3 separate regions of the Mus musculus genome follow, and regions 1 and 3 are each linked to region 2. The links are chromatin contacts, called in public HiChIP or PLAC-seq and Micro-C maps. All regions are on one chromosome and are shown on one strand. Each heading gives the region's core, a stretch centred on a gene start, on an enhancer-like site or on the middle of the called end of the contact. The rest is flanking DNA. Distances are from core to core; before and after follow the strand shown.

Region 1 (3,279 bases), core at 325-2,824, 290 kb before region 2:
AAACCTCTTCACCTGCTTCGGAGCAGTGTGATGTCCCCCTGACAGAAAAGGTGCTAGCGCCCACATTCTGAGGTCTAGAGTACTTGGCACACTTAAAACCAACACAATGTGTGTCCTTCCAAGGATGATAAAGACCACCCTAAACGCTCAATCATTTCCCTCGCCACCACTTTTCCTTTCTTTCTTTTTTCTGTTGCTGTTCTTCTTTGTTTTTTGTTCATTTTGCTACAAGGTCTATGTAGCCTAGGCTGGCCTGGAATTCACTACATAACTGACCCTGACTTTAAGATTCTGACCCTTTTGCCTCAGCACCCCCAGTGTTGTGATTCCAGGCTTGTTTATGTGGTGCTAGGGATCGGATCTGGGGTTTCATGGGCTAGTAACTGAACCAATCCTCAACCCATTTTTTTTTAATTTATTACTATTAGTGTGTGTGCATGTGCGTGTGTGTGTGTGTGTGTGTGTGTGTGTGTGTGTGTGTGTGTGTACCATGTAGAGTTGATTCTCTCTTTCTTTCTTTACATGGGTTCAGGGGATCACACTTCAGGTCGCTACCTAGCATGGTGGCAAATATCTTTCATTCCAACACCTGGGAGAGGCAGATGGATACCTGAGCTGGAGGCCACTCTGACCTATCAAGGACGTTCCAGGACAGTCAGTGCTACACCGAGGAACCCTGTCTCAAAAAACAAACAAACAAACATCAGATTTCCAGGCCTGTATGGCAAGAACCTTTTCTTGCTGAGCTATCTTTCCAGCTTCCTGCAGCCTTCTGTTTTGTTTTATTTTATTTTATTTATTTTTGAGAACCGGTCTTATGTAACCCAGGCTGGCTTTGAACTCTTGATCACTCTGACTATCTTCTAAAGTTAGCCTTACATCGTGCTCACCTTACTTTTGTTTTATGTTTGGTTGGTTGGTTGGTTTGGTTTGGGTTTTTTTGTTGTTGTTGTTGTTTGTTTGTTTAGATTTTCTTTTCTTTGTTCTTTAATTAAAAAAAAAAAAACCCAGGGTCTCCTAAGCAGCACGCAACAGCCTGAAGTTTGCTATGTAGCCCAGATCAGCATAAAGTGCTGTGTAGCCCATGCTAGACTCAAACTACCTTCCTGGCTCACCACACCTAGTATTCTAATATCACCAGAGGCCATGTGGAAACAAAAACTGTTCACTTCGGATCTAGCAGAACGGGTCTGGGTCTGAGTGTTTGCCCTTTCCCAGCCCTCCCAGACATCACCCATGCACCCCTGGTTGTGTTTGGGTCACCAAAGGCTGTTTTTTACCCCTTCAGAGTTAGATGCTGGACTGAAGAGGGGAACCCAATTTGTCGGCAAAGCTAAAGTAATACTCGAGAGTGGTGTCAAGACTAGAGTCAGAGTCCGCAGGCAAGAAAGAGCCAAGATCTGATGCCTCATCCTATTCTCTTTTGGCACGCAGAGTCTAGGCCCGCACTCGCTTCCACCTGCCGCGCCGTCGGGAGCCGGGAGGAGGCGGAGACCCACCGTCTCAGCCAATGAGCGACGCCGGCGCTGGCAGCTGCCTCTATAAAGGGCTGGGGGCGGCGGCAGTGCGACCCAGAGCGCGGAGCGCGCAGCGCGGGCCGGTGGGAGGGAGGGAGGGCGGGCGAGAGGAGAGGACCCATCACCCGGCACGGGACAGGCCGAACTGAGGGCCCGCCGCAGAAGGCAGAGCTGCCGAGATCTCAGTCACAGAAAGAGCGACTTCTTCAGGCCCGGCGGGGCCGCGCTCCGGGCACCCTCCACTGCGTGCCCGCTCCCTCCATCCACCTGCCGCTGGGGGTCTGGCCGTCGAAGCGCGCATCCCCAGGCTCGGGTCAGTTCCCGGCCTTCGAAGGCGCCGCCGCCTCCATCTCCTCCTCTGCAGCGGCCGCAGACGCAGACGCCCGGGCGGGACCCCGGCGTGAGCACCAGGCGCCCCCCTAGGAGTGCACGACCCCCGGAGCCGCCCTCGATACGGACCGCGCCCGCCGGGCACACAAGAATGGTCACTGTAGGTACTCCCTTGTCGCCGCGAGACGAACACGGGAGGGAGGGGCGGAGGCTGGCTCCACGGAAACGCGGGGAGTGGGGGGGTAGGACCAGGCCTAGCTAGGCCTAGGGGAGGGGGGGGGGTAGTACCGCGCCTCGGGCCTGAGAGTGGCCAGAGCTGCATCCGGAGTTTTGGGGAGTGGAGCCTGGTTCGAGAGGCTTTGGAAAGCCAGGCTGTGTACAGGGTGCCCTCAGCCACCCGGTGGTCCTTGTGGCTCCTCACTGGAAGGCTGTGGGGGAGGGGCCGCGGCGGCGGAGGATGCTTCCAGCATCCCAGGCCCAGACCCGCAGGCCGCCCAGGAGGACAAGGGCCACGATCTCCCACTGTTGGTCCGGGTAATGCCACTCGGCCTTCTCTGAGAGCTTTTTGGGGGGGAGGGGAGATGGAGAGGCGGGTGGCGTCGGATCGCGCTGCTCTAAGCCCGAGCCGCACCCGAAAGGCGGGCATCTTCGTCCTCGAACCCCGTCGACCTTGCGGCAAGCGGGGAGGGGAAGAGGAGGGGGCGCCCTGAGGCCTCGCGGCGGCCGCCGTGATCCCTTTGTTTCTCCGCCGGGCCGTAGCCTCGCGCGGGGCCTTGGGGCTGCGGGGGGGGGGGTAGTGCGGGAGGGGGGCTCCCCGTTCCCCGGCCGCTGCCTCCGGGTGAGGGCGTCCGGGGCTGCAGCAGTACTCCATAGGGCCTGCTGCACGCGCCCTCCCCGGTCAGGGCTCCGGGCCGCAGGGTGACCTTGAACGCGCCCGCAAATCGGGCCGCCTGGCCGGCGCACGGTTGCTTTCAGCAGCCTCGGAGCTGGTCAGCTCCCGAACTCACGGCCCCGCCCGACATGCCACGCCCTGTCGTGCCACGCCCATCCAGGCCCCGCCCCTAGGCCCCCTGGACCTGGCCTCAAGCGAGCCCTAGGACCTCCACCCCGCAGCCCGGGCGTGTCCCGGGGCGGGGCTGGCCAGTGCTCACCGCACCCTGGCTCCACCCCCGCCTCCCTGAGCGACTAGCTCCCCGCGCCGCCAAGCGTCCTTTGTCTGGTCCCCGCGCCCAGCCTACCTTTTCCGCTCTTTGGAGATCTCTTCCTGTGTGTCTCTGAACACCAAGTGTTGTTCCCGGCCTCCTTTTCGAGTCGTGGTGTGCACGGTGGGGGTCGGGAAGCTCAGTAGTCCATCTTGAGTCTCCTCTCTCCTGGGCCCTGGCACTAGGCCACCTGGCTTTAAGAAAGAACCACCTCCTCCCCATGCCTTCCC
Region 2 (2,934 bases), core at 141-2,640:
ATGTTAGTTCCAGGACAGCCAGGGCTATACAGAGAAACCCTGTCTCAAACCCCCCCCCCAAAAAAAAAAAAAAAAAGACATTGGATCTCACTACAGATGGTTGTGAGCCACCATGTGGTTGCTGGAAATTGAACTCAGAACCTCTGGGAAAGCAGTGAGTGAGTGCTCTTAACCGCTGAGCCATCTCTCCAGCTCTGGGGTATAGGTATTTAAGGAGACAGGGTTCACTTTGTAGTTCAGGCTGGTCTGGAATTCACTCAGCACTCTGGAGTCCCATGAATGGCAATTCCTCTTCCTTAGGCTCCTGATTCCTGAGCCACCATGCTCAGCTTCGGGGTTCACTGCTCTTGTTGCCCAGGCTGGCCTGGAATTTACCTCCATCCTCAAGCTCCCATCACCTGAGTGCTACATGCTAGATACATGCTAGACTCCTACTTAAAGATTTTATTTTATTTTATTTTTGAGACAAGGTCTCTATATAATCCTGGCTCTCCTGGAGCTTTATTTGTAGACCAGGCTGGCCTCAAACTCTGGGATCTGCCTGCCTCTGCCTTCCCAGAACATTGGATGCTCTTGTAGAGAACCAGGGTTTGGCTCCCAGCACCACATGATGGCTCACAACCATCCATATCTAGCTCCAAGTGGTCAGATGCCCTTTTATGACCTCTGCTGACACATACATACATGTAGGCAAAACGTTTACCCATACACATTAAAGAAAGAGAAATAAGCCTAAAAAATAGAGACTGGTGAATGATTGTGGTGGCATGTTCCTATAATCCAACCACTAGGAGGCAGAGGTAGATGGATCTCTAACAAAGAGCTCCTGGACAGCCAGTTCTACATAGTCTCAACATCTCACAGCTCACACATCCCAACCCCCGCCAAGAAAAAAATAAACCCAATGAATCCCAGTTTTATGTATAATTAATATATTCCTAAAGTAAACTAAAAAAAAAAAACAAGCAAAAATAATAAACCATCCGTTACATTGCCCTTCAAGCAGCGACTGATACCTGCAAATTTCTCTAAGAGTCGCGCAGCTTTCCAGTTTACGCATGCGCAACAGACTCCTAACGCCCTGGACTCTCCCCGGAGTTCATAGCCCGACAATCGACGCACGCGTACCAGGCCAATCGCAAACTGGCCACGTGTGACACGCCCCCCCCCCGCGCCGCCGCCCCCCCCCCTCCCCCGCCTACGATGATTGATCCTCACACCTGAGTGACAGAAGAAATTTCGCACAGGATCTCCACAAAATGGCCGCTCCTTCCGAAGCGCTCTGTCCCCTCGCTGATTGAGTCCTGCAGGAGACGGACGTAGGAACGATCCAATGAGACTTATGCGCTCTGGGGAGGGGGCGGGGCCCGTGGTGAGACGAATTTGCGCGGGTTCGGACTCGGCGCGATCAGTCATGGCGGCTTTCCGCGACATGGTGGAGGTGAGCAACTGGCTACTGAGCCTGCTGGGGGCCAACCGCGCCGAGGCGCAGCAGCGGCGGCTGCTCGGGAGCTACGAGCAGATGATGGAGCGGCTGCTGGAGATGCAGGACGGCGCCTACCGGCAGCTTCGGGGTGAGGGCCGGTCCCCTGCGCCCCAGCCCCGGGGGACTTCTCGGGGGGAGCTGGTACTCCTGGGCCTCAGTTTCCCCATCTGACAATTGCCATGGCTCAGAGGCGTCCAGATAAGTGTCATAGCTCACAATGCGCGACTCTATACGATCGTACTTCGTAGCTCAGGCGCCTTTGGAAGTCTTTATGATCCAGCCCCCACCTCCACTCCTGCTCGCCGTTCTTGAGGGTCTTCCGAGGGAGAGCAGTCACACCCGAGCCTTGATTTCTCCACCGGTGAAACCGTTGTCATGACAACGGTTGTCATCTAGGGACTTAAGCGTAATTAAATATAGAGTTAGCAGGGCACGACCCTTTATTAACTTTCCAGGACTCAGGCTTAAATGTAGCTCTGACTAGTAGAGAACTACTTAGCTGAGAAATTCAAAGAACCTTTCAGCTCCTCAGTGCCTTGGTCACAGGTGTGAGCAATCTCCCATCTCAGTGTCCTTCCCTGTCAAAGGTTTGTTTGAACTTTGTTTTGTTTTGTTTCAAGACAGGGTTTCTCTGTGTAGCCCTGGCTGTCCTGGAACTCACTCTGTAGACCAGGCTGGTCTCGAATTCAAATCCGCCTGCCTCTGCCTCCCAAGTGCTGGGATTTAAGGCATGCGCCACCACGTCCGGCCCTGGGAACATTTTTTAAAGTTTCGTGCCTTCCCAATAGACTTGTGAACAGAGCCTGCCGTGAGCTGGACCTCGGGTGACAGCAGGGAAGGAGTCCCTTGGTGGCTGGCATCCTACTGGAGAGGAGACAGGATAACATTTGTACTGCAGTGATGGGCTGAGGAGACAAATGCTTTCTATCATTAGGAGGGGTAACATGGGCGGGACTGGGGAGGGGTTTCTGCAAAGATATTGGGGGAAACCTGAAACTGTTGAGGGGGCAGGGATACACTTGACTGGCATGCATGAAACCCTGGGTTCCATGCCAGGCATGGCAGAATGGGCCTGTCAGACCAGTGTTCCAGAGACAAGCAGGAGGGTCAGGAATGGAAGGCTGGAAGGAATTCAAAGCAGCCTGATTGACAGAAGACCAAAAGTAAAATGAGAAGTTTTATCTCTGAGATTGTAGCTCAGAGAGAACACATGTGGCTACAGGAGGCCTTGGGAGCAAGCAGTAGTAATGAAGTAAAAACCTGAGGGCTGGCAGGATGGTTCACTGGGTAGAGACACTTGGTGCCTACCTGACGATGTTAAGTTTGATTCCTGGGAGCCAGGTGGTAGAACTGACCCCTGCAGCTTGTCCTCTGACCTCCACACGCAAACCTGCTGTTTCTTCTTTGAATGAGTCATTAGCGGCTTGAACATGTGCTCTTAGAATTTG
Region 3 (3,230 bases), core at 270-2,769, 360 kb before region 2:
ACACCTGTAATCCCAGCTCAGGAGGCTGAGATAGAAGGATTTCATTGTCAGAATGGGCTATAGAGAGAAACCCTGTGATTGGCTGCCCCAAGCCCCTGCTGCCAGTCTTCCACGTCGCCGCAGACCATGCCCTTGAATTGTGAGCCAGAAGAAACTCGTCTTCTCTCACGCTGCAGGCAAGATATTTCATCAAGTCGGCAAGCTACAGGGTAACATGCATAGACTTATCCCACGTGCATTTGTGGTTTTGTTTTGTTTTTGTGAGCCTCCCACTGTTGCCAAGGTTAGCTTTGAATTATTCACATTAGCCCAGGCTGGTTAAGAACTAGCACAGATCTTGTTTCTGCCTTCTGAGTACTGGGATTTAAGTCCTGAACCACTACACTCCTGTGTGAGTAGATGCTGCCAACCAGAAATGGTCTTCAGAAAAGGCAGTTCCAAGGATGGCACTGCCCCCTATAGGGCATTCTCTTTAAAGCATGCGTAACAACGTGTGACACAGCTAAGCACTTTCCGTGTGTGTGTGTGTGTGTGTGTGTGTGTGTGTGTGTGTGTGTTAAGAATTGCCTTTACCCGCTGAGCCATCTTGCTGGTCAGAGCCTTTAATTAAGAAAAGAAGTATGTACTCAGCAGGTATATTTGTGAGGGTCTGCATGTGAAAGCCAGACCCTCACATCTCTCCATCTTACATATTGATGTAACGCAGTGTCTCTTGAACCCAGAACTCACCTCATCTGGCTAGTCACCGTGCCCTGGGGATCCTGTCTCCTGCAGGCTTGGATTACAGGCGGGTAACCAAGCCTACCTGGCTTTTCTGTAGATGCTAGGGATTCAAGCTCCTGTCTTCAAGCTTACCTGACAAGCGTGCTGGAGGCCCATATAAGGACCCTGGAAGAAGGAAGGCTCACTTTTCTTCGCCTGCTTGCATTTACTTGCCAGTACGTCTGTTGGAACCTATTTCTATTTCTTTACCAGCTAAACCAACTGGCCTCGTGGGACTGAGCGACGAACTACTAGATTCTTGGACTTCCCATTCACAGCTGACCATCGTTCGGGTAGTTGGACTACAGACTGTTAAGTCATCACAATAAATCCCCTCAATATAGAGACATTCCATAAGTTCTGTGACTGTAGAGAACTCTGACTAGTACAATGTATTTTGACCATTAAACCCCCTTACCCGTTCTCCTGTCTCACAATCCCGCTGATCCCCTCCCTCTCCCAACTCGTCTCTTCTAGGGCTAGGATATTGGAGTGAGCATGGAGGGTAGGGAAAATCTAGGGTTTCAAGGAGGTAAGACAAGTGAGACGAATCCAGGAAGATGATTACAGGTGAGGACCTTAACCAGGATGAGTACAGGTGGAGCCACCGCTCCTCGCGATCACGAACACCCCTAGGATTTTGCTTGTGATTGAGCAGGACTGTGGCGCATGCGCTGTAACAATTGCGCGGAGCCAGGTAGTTGGAGGCGGGGTCTACACGCGCATTTAATTGGTTAAGGAGTGGGCGGGAAACCCAAAGCGATATTTCCGTTTCCGTTAGGGGCCGGAAGTTAGCGTCTCCTGGGTGAAGCGGCCTTGGCTGAGAGGCAGGGCTGGTACAAGTAAGTGTAGGGTCTCGCGGGCGGGCGTTGGGCCGGGCGGACCGGCGCTCTTCTCTAGATCACCCGCAGGGCGTAGAGCTGAGGCCGGGGCATGGCTTTGAGGACGGCCTCGTGGGGAGCCTGACCCCTGGATCCCTGCAGCTGGGCGAGCGGGCGGCGCCACCGAAACCTGGGTGAGGCGGACGCCGTCGCTCTGCCCAGATCCCTTCCCGCCGTCCCGGTCGCCTCGGGACACCATGGCTCGTTCGCAGGCTGCGGTTTGCCGGTGGGATTCTGGGGCCCCACAGAGACAGATTCCGGGCAATTCACTGATTTGTTCAACAAGTAGTTATTAAGTGCCTAAGGTATACCAAGCACTGTGCGTCCTGGGGATACAGCAGTGACCAAGTGAAATCCTTCCTCAGAGATTGATGGGCAGGGTGGCAGACGCCGGAGGAGCTTTGAGGAGTTTTAAGGTGATCGTGAGTTTGTTTTGGATGCTGTGTGTGTGTGCGCGCGCGGGAGAGAGAGAGAGAGAGAGAGAGAGAGAGGCAGCCAACAACTTCACCTGCCAAGCCATCTCCCTTGCCCTATTTTGAAAGTGTTAGAAATCTTTTGTCCTACATTTTTCCCTATATGTGTAGTAGAATGTGTACAGAAGTTAATGGACAACTTGGGAAATACATCCTCGCTTTCCACCTTTACGTGGGTTAGGGTTCCAAATTCAGCTTTTCTGGCTTGGCAGCAGTGCCCATAGCAGCTGAGACAGGATCGACTAAGATGCCCCGCCTGCCCCGCCTGCGATTCCGTTGTAGCTAGCTGGTTGCCAGGGCCAGATGGGAGGGGATGCAAACACATCCACCTAGACAGTTGACAGCTGGGCTCGGCACCAGGCAACGCTTCACCGTGAGGGTTTGGCCTTTCCTTTTGTGTGTCTCACACTTTTGTCTCCGTTGCTCCGGGAGCTTCAGCCATTCGTTCTGAAGTAAAACGACGAGAAAACCCTTCATCTGGCTCAGACTCTTCCTGGCTGTCTTGTCATCAAAGCTGCCTTTTGTCATCTGGAATGACTCCAGAAGAGAAGGTCTTTCCTGATCTCTTTCACCCAAAGTAGCCCCAGCTCAGAGATTTGTATTTCGCTCTAATAGCCTCGTAGAAATAGGATTCATCCAGTTACAAGTTTTCTCAGGAGCCTGTCATCTGTAACTATTAGTACAGATATATTAAAGATTTATTTATTTTTATCTTTTGTGTCTGCCATATCTGGATCCAGGGTATCTGATATGTGACCTCAAAACCCACAGATTGAGGACCCCTGCCCTAGAGCCTTATCCATGCTTGGCTACTATCAGCTGAATTCATCCAGTTAAGCGTGTTCCTGTTGCCAGGTGGTGGTGGCACACGCCTTTAATCCCAGCCCAGGAGAGACAGGGGCAGGTGGATGATAAACTTGGATCTCTGAGTTCAAGGCTAGCCTGGTCTACATAGTGAGTTCCAGGACAGCCAGGGCTACACAGAGAAACCCTGTTGAGTTTTCATGTTAAGAGCTGTAAACCTGCTGGGCGGTGGTGGCACACGCCTTTAATCCCAGCACTCGGGAGGCAGAGGCAGGCGGATTTCTGAGTTCGAGGCCAGCCTGGTCTACAA

The links. Hi-C and Micro-C count contacts between places; a contact is called where the count stands out from the background. HiChIP or PLAC-seq counts read pairs in DNA pulled down with a chosen protein or histone mark.
Region 1: a Micro-C map of embryonic stem cells shows a contact between it and region 2, with 2.4 times the contacts expected there. The contact joins the promoter of Elavl3 here to the promoter of Spc24 in region 2. A contact is called at or near these places in 4 of 484 Hi-C or Micro-C datasets (cardiomyocytes, cerebral cortex and embryonic stem cells) and 2 of 115 datasets of contacts at active chromatin or transcription factors (large pre-B cells and microglia).
Region 3: a FOXA1 HiChIP or PLAC-seq map of pancreatic cancer cells shows a contact between it and region 2. The contact joins the promoter of Elof1 here to the promoter of Spc24 in region 2. A contact is called at or near these places in 1 of 39 promoter capture datasets (hippocampal neurons), 4 of 115 datasets of contacts at active chromatin or transcription factors (the 230-238 cell line, the SCID.adh cell line, embryonic limb bud and 1 more) and 2 of 9 other capture datasets (liver and pancreatic islet).

Annotation. Positions count from the first base shown.
Region 1 is chr9:22,050,318-22,053,596 of GRCm38.p6, reverse strand. It overlaps Elavl3 (ELAV like RNA binding protein 3), which reads left to right and starts at 1,574. Exons shown (of 7, transcript NM_010487.2): 1 at 1,574-2,007. The coding sequence starts at 1,999.
Region 2 is chr9:21,758,759-21,761,692 of GRCm38.p6, reverse strand. Spc24 (SPC24, NDC80 kinetochore complex component, homolog (S. cerevisiae)) reads left to right here and starts at 1,390. Exons shown (of 5, transcript NM_026282.6): 1 at 1,390-1,574. The coding sequence starts at 1,415.
Region 3 is chr9:22,115,484-22,118,713 of GRCm38.p6, reverse strand. Elof1 (ELF1 homolog, elongation factor 1) reads left to right here and starts at 1,519. Exons shown (of 3, transcript NM_001357311.1): 1 at 1,519-1,604.